2 separate regions of the Mus musculus genome follow, and region 1 is linked to region 2. Evidence: chromatin contacts called from public ChIA-PET data. All regions are on one chromosome and are shown on one strand. Each heading gives the region's core, a stretch centred on a gene start, on an enhancer-like site or on the middle of the called end of the contact. The rest is flanking DNA. Distances are from core to core; before and after follow the strand shown. Region 1 overlaps Aopep (aminopeptidase O). Region 2 overlaps Aopep (aminopeptidase O).

Region 1 (5,292 bases), core at 2,544-5,043, 84 kb before region 2:
AAAAGATCTTAGTCTGGACCTTAGCTGTGCCACTAACTAGACTTGCAAGGGCTGGAAGACAGCAACTCTTCTCACAGGGCTTCTCTTATCATGGTGAGGAAAGCAGGTTCTCTAGAAAGAGTCCCTAGCTGGTGACTCTAAAGCATTCGACAAGATGAAGCAGAGCAGGCAGTGCCCAAAAAAACATTCCATGCAAGATATCAAGCCTATCTGGTACCATATGATGGTTCTTCCTAACAGAGAAGGAAGAATAGTCCTGTTCTCTGAAAGTGGGATTCTCTGGTGGCAAGAGCTGGAAGAAGATGCCCTAGGTATCTCGGAAGGCCCCATTGAGAGCCACTGCCTCAAAAACCCAGATACTGATTTTTACCCATCAAGCTGTGCAGTGATGCTAGGTGATGTCATACAGTGCCACGGCACCAACTCCCCAGCCTGCTCCTTGAATTTAGGAGGGATACTGTGCTCATATAAAGACAGATAGTTCTTATAGAGAGTGTTGAAAAGAAAAGGGGAAAAAAGAAGCTGGGGCAGCTTTTACTGAAGTGGAGTAGCTCCCAGGGACAGCCATGTATTTCCAGTAGCTATCTTCCTTCCAGTTTTCTGAGTTTACACAATCCTTTCTAAAGAGCTCTCGTGACAGAACAGCCTCATTACAGTAGAATCCTTCAGGGCAGTCTTGCTTGCTATGAGGGGCATGAAAGATGCTAAAGGTCTGTATGAGTGCACAACACCACAAGCCTGAAAACAAACAAACAAACAAACAAACAAACACAAACAGATAATGCTCACATGTTCCAAGATGGCCCCTCACGCAGTACCTTAATAGCAATCACATGGCTTGCTTACAAAAGAAGCTTGCTGACTTGTGAATGTGCTGGGGTTTGATTCAGCCTCCAAACTGAACATGGCAAATACCAGAGTCAACCTCTACAGCTCCTTTTAGGTGTCCGGTTCTGGGGCAGAGGCCTCTGTGCCTTGCTGATCAAACACACTGAGCTCACTGGCAGAGTCTGTCACCTGATATCCAGCACACTGCACATGGATACACTGTTGTGCTTGAACAAAGTAAACATCACAGCAAGTATCTGGACCAAGTATGTGAAGAATATGAAATCGAAGGATGCCAAGTGTTTAGAACGTACTTAGAAAAGGAATGTTTAACAAAAGCCATTTCTGAGGATAACATAATTATAGTTCCTATCAACCAATTCCAGACCTACTCATGAGAGTAGAAGTGGGCTGAGCCTGAGCTTTAATTAGGCTGCGCCGTGATCCTGATGGCCCGTGGTCTCTGACCCAAGTGCAAGGGGGTATTCTAGCAGGGAGTCAGCCTAGCTCTTTGATAAATCATTTGAACCACTCACTATCAAATCCATCTCTCTCTTCTGTTGGAGAGAGGCTCTAGTTCACAGCCTTAGCTTGCTTGGGCTTTACTATTATACAGAGCAAGACCACCCCTAGTGTACTGTAACCTCCTGTGTCTGCCTCTCAGTGGGGCCACAGGAATATGACGCCATCTTCCCAAAGCTAGTTGTCCTTGCCTCCTTCTCCTTCTGCTTCAAAAGGCACAACAGATTTATTTCAGTTTACTAAACAAATACTAGATTTCTCTCCTCTGGTGCCACATGTCTGAAAGTATTTGCATCAATTTGGCCTAGTTTAGAATTTCCATTTTTTTCCCCTCAAGGAAAAAAAAAAGTTCTCTAATGCTCTTTGACCAAGAAAGCCATTCTGACATGAATCATACATAAGTCCTATGAGCTGACTTTAAAAATACATGGTCAGTTGGAAGCAGCTCAGGGGTAAGATGCATGCCCGGCACACATGAAGCCTCTACCAGCACATGTCCACCTACACACACGTAGTGCTCAATCTGAGGTCCTAAGGATGCAGGCCTTCAGTTTCACTCCACCATCAAATTCTCTGGGGATCTTCCCCCATCCTTGCCAGGATCTGGGCATTACACAATTTGTATTTCAACCATTTGACTTGTTCTCCAAGGCTGTATACTCACTCATTTTAATGCATATGTATGTATGTATGTATGTATGTATGTATGTATGTATGTATGCATGCATGCAGTTGTGGCGCATATGTGTGTATATGTACATGTTTGTGGAGGCTTGGAGTCTTCATGAAGGCAGTTCCCTTCCTTTGAGATAGGGCCTCTCACTGGGAGCTATTCTTCTAGCAGGGACTGACCAATTAGTCTAGATTGTCTGGCTCTAAAGCTCTGGGGATCCCTGTCTCTGACTCCCCAGGCCTCAGATAATAAAATAAGCCTAGGGGCCACTGCACCTAGAATTTTCTCTTAGGTTCTGGAGATCACTCATAAAGCATGTTGTTTACCAACTAAGCCACTCCTTCCCATGCCTTCTTTAATGATTCCTGTGGGTGTGGAGGAGTCCCCGTCCAGCCCATGTGCGCTCTAGCTACATACTATTGGCCACATAGATTTAATGCTACTTTTTAAGTATCAGTGCAAATGAACAACTCTACACATGAAAGTTCCGAGTTGAAAACTAAGGGGACAAGAGTCAGTCTAACTTTTCTCTGCACTGAATCACATCATCCTATTGAGGAGGAGAAAGGTATAACCCTTCACCCAGGAAGTTATCTTTCCAACAGGCCTGTTGGCCCACCTGTCCATGCTGTGAAATAGTCACTCAAGCAACTGTTATACCATCAAAAGCCTCTGGTGAGCCTTGCATCACAAGTCCCTATGGGACCTGCGTCCTGCCTTACTAACGGAGACCTTGGCAGATCTTGCTCTCCACACATAACAAGCAACCCCATACCAGTTCATAATGGAGGCTGGAAGGGAAAGATCATGACTCAAACACATCACAAGGTGGAGTCTATCAGTAATTTAAAAGCAATTTACTCTTCTATCACTGGAGCAGTACACGTGGTTTTGGGAGGGGCAGAGGGTAAGTGTGAGGCTGATGGAGAAGGGCTACTATGGCCCCTCTCCCAGCAGGAATCAGGAACCATCATCCTCTGCGTGTCAGCCCTGTTTCTGACATAGCATATCACAGACTTTGGTTACCTGACAGCTCACATGGGCACGTTAGTTCCCCCCTCACCCAGTTTCTTCCCGATTTCTGCCTCAAACCTGCCTGTCCTTTGGAACCAGCTTCCAGTATCCCCATAGCCTCTGTGCTTTCCATAGCAAGAGCTCTGTAAAGCTAGCTGTTGGGCTGCTTTCTGGTTTAGGTTGATTATTTACGTATGCACTTTTCCCTGCTGAATTTCACTGAGACTTAAGGGAAACACTGCTTCTTTCGTCTTTCCTTCACTCACAGCCCCTCACGAAGAAGGACACCTGGGCACAGGAAAGGCAATGGGATGGGAAGGGTCATTTCAGCAAAGATGGTGCTTCCTACTATACTGAGGGGCCTTGTGTCAGGATGGGCCATAGTGGATCCTTGAACAGGGCACACACAATGCCAGTACAGGTATCTCTCTGAGATAGAAGAACAATCCCTTCCTTTATTTCTTATTTATTTTACCAGACATGACTTTCAGGTTGGTTTATTTTTCATTTTATTTTTATTTATTTATTTTTTTTGGACTAAGTAATCAGCATCATTTGGGACCAAAAACTACTCTGAGTGTATTCCTCCATGGGGTTAAAATGTGTGAGGCTGGCTAGTGACCTTTATTGTGTTGAAGATTTCCTAGAAATTTGGAACTTGTCAGGAAATTGGTGGTGAGCTTTGATGTGGGCTGAGCTGTGTCTCTTCTCAGGTTGATGTCATAAACCTCCAGTATCTCAGAATGACTGTACTGGAGGTAGGACTCATCACAGTAAAATAAAATCACTTGTCCAAGCCTTAATCCAGTGTAGCAGGTGTCCTTACAACAGGGAGATAGGGGCAGAAATACGAATGTGTGTGTGAGACACTGACACACATGCACAGGCATGCACACATGAGGGGTGGGGAGGGAAGCTATCTGCTAGCCAAGGAGAGAAGCCTCAGGAAAAGCCAACTTTGTGACTTTAGATTTCCAACTTTCAAAAGCTGTAAGAAAATCAAATTGCTGTTAAAGCTGCTCTGCCTGTAGTACGTAGCTATAATAGCCTGGTAAACAAGTTTGAGTACTGAACTATAAATGCCAAAGTTAAAGAAAATTAAACTAAAAATGAAAAAGTGACTCGGCTGAGTAGCATGGCATTTGAAGAAGCTGTGGAAAGGACTGTGGGAAGCCGCCCCCACATTCGCCGTTACAAGATGGCGCTGACATCCTGTGTTCTAAGTGGTAAACAAATAATCTGCGCATGTGCCAAGGGTATCTTATGACTACTTGTGCTCTGCCTTCCCCGTGACGTCAACTCGGCCGATGGGCTGCAGCCAATCAAGGAGTGACACGTCCGAGGCGAAGGAGAATGCTCCTTAAGAGGGACGGGGTTTTCGTTTTCTCTCTCTCTTGCTTTTTCGCTCTCTTGCTTTTCCCTCTCTCTTGCTTCTTGCTCTCTTTTCCTGAAGATGTAAGAATAAAGCTTTGCCGCAGAAGATTCTGGTCTGTGGTGTTCTTCCTGGCCGGTCGTGAGAACGCGTCTAATAACAATTGGTGCCGAAACCCGGGACGAGAAAATCCGGGACGAGAAAAAACTCCGGACTGGCGCAGGAGGGATACTTCATTCCAGAACCAGAACTGCGAATCAAGGTTATAAGGTTCCCGTAACACAGACTGTTGAGAAGGATTCAACTGCCGAATTCAGAACTCATCAGCTGGGGAACGGAAGTGAGAAATGGCTTTACCAGGTATGTTTGGCCTTGAACTTTTTCTAGTGTTAGGAGCCCTTTTGTTCCTTTTCACATGTTATATAGTGCTTAAGGCAGGGCTAAAAATTCTAGAGGAAATTCAGGACAGTCTATCAGAAGTAAAGCGGAGAGAGAGAGTAGGAACAAGGAGAAACGGTAAGTATACAGGCCTTTCCAAGGGTCTTGAACCCGAGGAAAAGTTAAGGTTAGGTAGGAATACCTGGAGAGAGATTAGAAGAAAAAGAGGAAAAAGGGAGAAGAAAAAAGATCGATTAGCGGAGGTCTCTAGGAGATACTCGTCACTAGATGAGCTCAGGAAGCCAGCTCTTAGTAGTTCTGAAGCAGATGAAGAATCCTCCTCTGAGGAAACAGACTGGGAGGAAGAAGCAGCCCATTACCAGCCAGCTAATCGGTCAAGAAAAAAGCCAAAAGCGGCTGGCGAAGGCCAGTTTGCTAATTGGCCTCAGGGCAATCGGCTACCAGGTGCACTCCCGCCCTATGCGGAGTCCCCGCCCTGCGTAGT
Region 2 (5,198 bases), core at 2,498-4,997:
GAAAGAGGATAGATTCTCCTTGCTGGGATGTCCTATTTTCACTGATCAAGCTGAATTTGCATGGGATAGAGATATGCTGCTTGATCAAGGTCGATTTGCACAACAACAGACAGGATATCCAGTGCAGGTGTTTAAGCAGGTGAATCAGATTGCCATAAGGGCACAGAAATCATTGCCCAACAGGGGGGAAGCTAGTGAAAACTTGACTCTCATATTGACTCCCCAGATGGACACACAGGTGATTGAGGTTATGGTCTCATCACCACGAGGTATTGTGTCCATCCCCCCTGGGGATCGAGTAGATCAGGTGTTGACGTGGGCGAGAGGGTCTGTTTGTGTGTTCCCACAGGACCAGACGGAACCTCTTTGGGTGCCGGAGAGATTGGTGAGACGCTGCAAGAATGAGGCTCCTGATCCAGTTGCCCCTGTGGATGTGGTGGATGATCCCACAAGCACAAAGGATGGAGCCGAGATGAGAGATCCTTTCGGTATTCCAGAAGCCGATACCAGCTCGACATGACATTCAAATTTTTCCACGCTTTTTGATCCCTGAATTCCCCTTAAAGAGATAGCCCCTCTGGCTATCTATCCCTTGCTTTAGGGAAGATGAGCGGGGGTGAGAGCCCTGGGATGTATGCTTGTTATAGTGTGTGTGTGTTTTGTGTTTGGCACATGTGTTAGGTGCAGAGTGTGCGGCCCGCACTTTCGCCATGGTAGCATAGGCTTTTGCTGCAGTGGAGGCGGGACAATCTCCTCAGATTCGGTTTGCCGCTCTAAAAGAAATTATGCTGCGTTATGCCGTGGGGTGCGAGGCTAAGCACTGCACAGAGGATAGCTTGCTGTTGGCATCCTGTGGAAGGCACGTCTGATTGCATGAAGGTTCAGTGTCCTAGTTCCCTTCCCCCAGGAAAAACGACACAGGATCTGGCCAAGACCTCTCTGGGTGATGAGCCTAAGGGATGGTTTTGTGTAGGGCCCCTATGCTTGCACACTGGGGATCAGACCTCTACCTTCACCCATGAGGCTTGCTTGCAGCAATTAAGATCTGGCCATAGGTTAATTAACATCCTGGCCTTTTGATGCACCTGCCACAAGCAAAACACAATCTCCCCAGGTGTGGCTTGGCATGATAGAGAGGTAGTCAGTGATAAGACTCCCTGGGCATGTCACCAACCTAAGACAGGGATCAAACCAATGCTGTTTGTCACCCAAGGACGGGTAAGGGGCATGGTTGCGGGGGGCTATCTACAGACATTCTCTCTGCCAAAAAAGAAAAAAGGGGGAATTGTGGGGAGCGGGTGTGGCGGCAGTCCCAAAGGCGCCAGGGACTGCAGCTAAGTCATATGACTTGCACCTGACTTCCTCATATAAGACACAAACATCTTGAGTGCTGCGCAGGTGTACCAGGATACAGGTGAATCCAATTTGGTGGAGATTTGCCCCTGCTGCCCTGATTAGCTGAAGCCTCGTGACTGGTGAGGTGGCGTGGCCTGCAGTGCGTGGATGAGAGAGAGTATAAAAGGAGTGAGAGGCCCAGGGTTCGGGGGAGATATAAAAACAAGGGAGATATAAAAACAAGGGAGATATAAAAACAAGGGAGATATAAAAACAAGGGAGATATAAAAACAAGGGAGATATAAAAACAAGGGAGATATAAACAAGGGAGATATAAACAAGAAGAAACAGGACTGAATAAATGTGTGCAGAAGGATCCTGTTGTAGCGTCGTTCTTCCTGGCCAGTTGAGCGCGCGCAACACTCACCCTTCTTCTTAGCAATGGTTTTCCTGCCATAATGCCTTGAAGTTGAAATGACAGCAGCTCAGTTATCTGCTCAGCATCTATCTCTGAAACTAACCACACTTAGCCAGGATGCTCTGCTTCCAAACAGAGATGATGAGAAGGGACATGGGGAAGCTCATTCTAAGTCACTAGTTTAAGGAGTTGGGGACCAGCAGCCAGGGCCCAAGCAGCGTCTACAAAGCATGGTGCTCATCTCTCTCATCTGAGTCACTTATTTCTAAGGGAACTACAAGTAAGAGTCACTGAGACAGACATACATTTAACAGCAAGAGGAATAACTGTACTGAAAATAACACTCAGTTCTGAAAGACTCCTAGTGCTGTGACACAGTATCCATCAGAAAACCAACCCATTAGGTTCATTGAGCATGCAGGACACTGTGACAGGACCTAGTCACATCAGAGCCAACCAACAACCTTTTCCTGAAACTGGTGACTCCTTCATAGCTAGAAGCTTATGGAGATGTGAGGCAGAAGATGGGTCTGACACCACTTTAGCCATACCACAGATACTCAAGAAGATGCCACTTCCTGTCACCAAAGCAGGTCTACTAAGACTTGGTAAGACCTGCACATTTTTTTCTGCTGGTAAGGTTGCTCTAAGATTTTTCAACCACATTTTATTTATTTTTCATTTCTGATAACTGGTTTAATGTGAAAGGAAAACAACAAATAGAAAGAGAATGACACCTGCCACCATTTTCCATGATGTTCTCGTGGTTCTACAACAATAACAGGTCACCCGATTGTCTTATTCTTGTGTTTCATTCATTTACTCTAAGGCTCTGAAAAAGTCACCTTTAGGCTAAAACATCTGTGGAAAAAAAGCCTGGTATGAAGAAACACTGGGTAACGTTGGAGCAGCAGCACTGGTAACCTTAACTACAGCATGTTTACTTTTGCAAACACTGTAATGTATGAAATAAAATATTAATAGCCATTACCTCAGTTTTCCTGAGTACAGACCTGAGTCACAGCTCTGTGGGGCATGATTTCCACTCACGTGCCTCACCGAGTGAGTGTTATTCGTGTTAGCAGGCAAGACCAGACTGACTGTGTGTTTTTAGACCATAATGTCATGGAGTAAGTTGCTTATTTTGGCAGCTTAAATCATTTCTCCAAATTTACCGCCTACTCTGCATTGAAAACTAATCCCTAAAAACATATGAGGAAAGACGGCAAAAATATTTTACTCGGGGAAAGGAAAATGTTAGAGCAAGATTCGCATCTCCATTTAGTAGCGGCTAACTTTGCAATCACTCAGCTGAACGCTGATATTTTAAAGCACTCAAAGAGTAAAATATTTGTGTAAATAAATGTATTTTCAATGCCTCAAACATACATACATATTGCAACTACACTTTTAAATGCTGTGTGGCTAACAAGCTTAGCTTGCTGGGGACTTCCAACAGGTCTGGCTTCCCCTGCCTGCGTCTGTCAGCCTCTGTCTTCCCAGAGAGCTCTGAACTCTCCATGGCCTCAAATTCACTGGACTGTTTTGTATATGATGATTTTATAGCTGAGCTAAATGAAAGAATCAAAGCCCAGTGTCCACTGCGGAGCCCAGGAGCATGGTGCCTTTTCTTTTCCCCACCTCTTTCTCTTAGATTGATAATTCCTTCCAAATCAGTGTTCAGCATTGATCCTTCAGTTCCCCTGTGAGGGAGTATAAAGGGAGCACTCCACACTTAATGGCCTGAGGCCTAGAGAGGAACATGGTAACTGCACCCAGCAGGATGAAATTCTGGAGTAGCCAGAAACTAGACCAAATTGCTCTGTGCCACAGCTTTGCTCTGGAGACCCAAGCTAAACAGCTTCTTTCAGTGGCCAGCCACACTGAGGTATGTCTTTTAAGTACATATAATAAAATTCAGTATGGCTGGAGAGACCGTGGTGGACTGTAACCCACCCACAGGCAAATGACGTCAAAAACTCTAGAAGGGAACACTGGGCTCCTCTGTTCTCCTGAAACTTCTGCTGTGTCAAGCAACATAAGAAGGAAGCAGACTTTCCACTAAGAAATCTCTACTTTGGCAGTCATCAGAGACAGCCTGGTGTCTTACACTTCCGCTCGCAGGAAAAGTGCAGAAAATTATTTCCACAAATTAAAATGGAAGAAACTCAAAGTTCAAAGAATCTCAGAGCTAAAAGGAAACTTGAGGGTCCAAATCTGAGGCTCAGAGAAGACGGAGACGAATTCTTCGCCCGCTTTCCCAGGACTCACTTTATCTCTAGAAAGTTAACTGTCTCTTGGTTGGTGACTCAGAGGAGACAGAGTCCAGCTCCCAGAATGCAGGAGGAGGGGTGGCATCTACAGAATGGCTACTTCACTTGTGAGGTAGCTCAGGCAAGCTGGTGTGGGAGCACTAATGCGCACTCGTGTGTGTGTGTGTGTTTCTGTACATGTCTGTGTGCACATGTACATGTCTGTGTACATGTATAAGCTTCATAAAATTGAGCATGCCTTGTCTCTTCTACTGAAAACAACCTGAACATCTGAATAGCTTGTTCTTGCTGGGGTGTGAAGCTAAACAATGTGTCTCTACCTGTGCCAGGGCCAAATACACACAACTGTCAGTTCTGTGGTTTTCTCCTCTTTCAAAGTACCTAGAGGGACACCCAAGAGACAGACACCACAGAGCACGGCTGTCTGGAAAATACACACACACACACACACACACACACACACCACACACACACACACACACACACACACACACACACACACACACACACACACCAACAACACCAAAACAAAACAAGACACCACACCTGGTTACATACCTTACTCTGGGGAGATCCTGTGATACCATTTACAAAGCTGCCTCTATTTTCCTTAGCAAATTGACTTTCCAATGGCAAAAAAAAGGTAACCCCCTTCACTTAATAAAGTCAATAGTGATTTCCTTTCAATTTCTAAGGCCCTTCACATCCACCTTCTCTCTGTGTCATCAAACTTCAATAGCTTTGTGAGAGCTGTAGTCTATGTCCTCTTCAAGTGAGAAAACAGATGTTGAAAGTGGAAAAGACTGACCTTGGACTAGCAAGTTAGCAGCTGGTAGAGGCCTTTTCTGCCTTTGTGCACAAGGTGATTACATTCTGGTACCAGAAGAGTTGGACAGTTAGGGCAGAAGGTGAACAATGATAATGAACCACTCATTCTTTCTAGAAACATTTACTGGTTGCCTTCTAAGTGTCAGGCCAGGCCTGTGTTAGGGACACTGGCAACATGACAAAGAGAAGAAGGGACATGCCTTCTGATCTGAAGATCACAGTCTAGGAGGAGAAACACTCAACAGGGAAGTTCCTTGTCTATTAAGTGACCAACCTTTCTATCTCAGTTCCTAGATTCTCAGTGTGAAGTCCAGACTGCCATTGGCTTTATCTCCACCTCCTTC

Evidence for each region. ChIA-PET counts read pairs in DNA pulled down with a chosen protein or histone mark.
Region 1: an RNA polymerase II ChIA-PET map of memory CD8 T cells shows a contact between it and region 2, with 94 read pairs. The contact joins two enhancer-like sites. A contact is called at or near these places in 15 of 484 Hi-C or Micro-C datasets (the AML12 cell line, Sertoli cells, bone marrow-derived macrophages and 7 more), 5 of 115 datasets of contacts at active chromatin or transcription factors (the SCID.adh cell line, T-cell acute lymphoblastic leukemia, embryonic fibroblasts and 2 more) and 2 of 9 other capture datasets (adipose tissue and liver).

What each region holds. Positions count from the first base shown.
Region 1 is chr13:63,222,057-63,227,348 of GRCm38.p6, reverse strand. All of the region lies in intron 11 of Aopep (aminopeptidase O), which reads right to left. Among named protein-coding and RNA genes, the nearest start is that of Gm16907, 72 kb to the left of the region's middle. Within about 2 kb of position 3,793, at least 37 of the 459 cell types and tissues checked have an H3K27ac peak or open chromatin away from gene starts, as enhancers often do. A contact at or near this core is called in memory CD8 T cells and regulatory T cells, where this site is marked.
Region 2 is chr13:63,138,575-63,143,772 of GRCm38.p6, reverse strand. The region is part of intron 5 of Aopep (aminopeptidase O); the gene reads right to left. Among named protein-coding and RNA genes, the nearest start is that of Gm30409, 8.8 kb to the right of the region's middle. Within about 2 kb of position 3,747, at least 103 of the 459 cell types and tissues checked have an H3K27ac peak or open chromatin away from gene starts, as enhancers often do. A contact at or near this core is called in memory CD8 T cells and regulatory T cells, where this site is marked.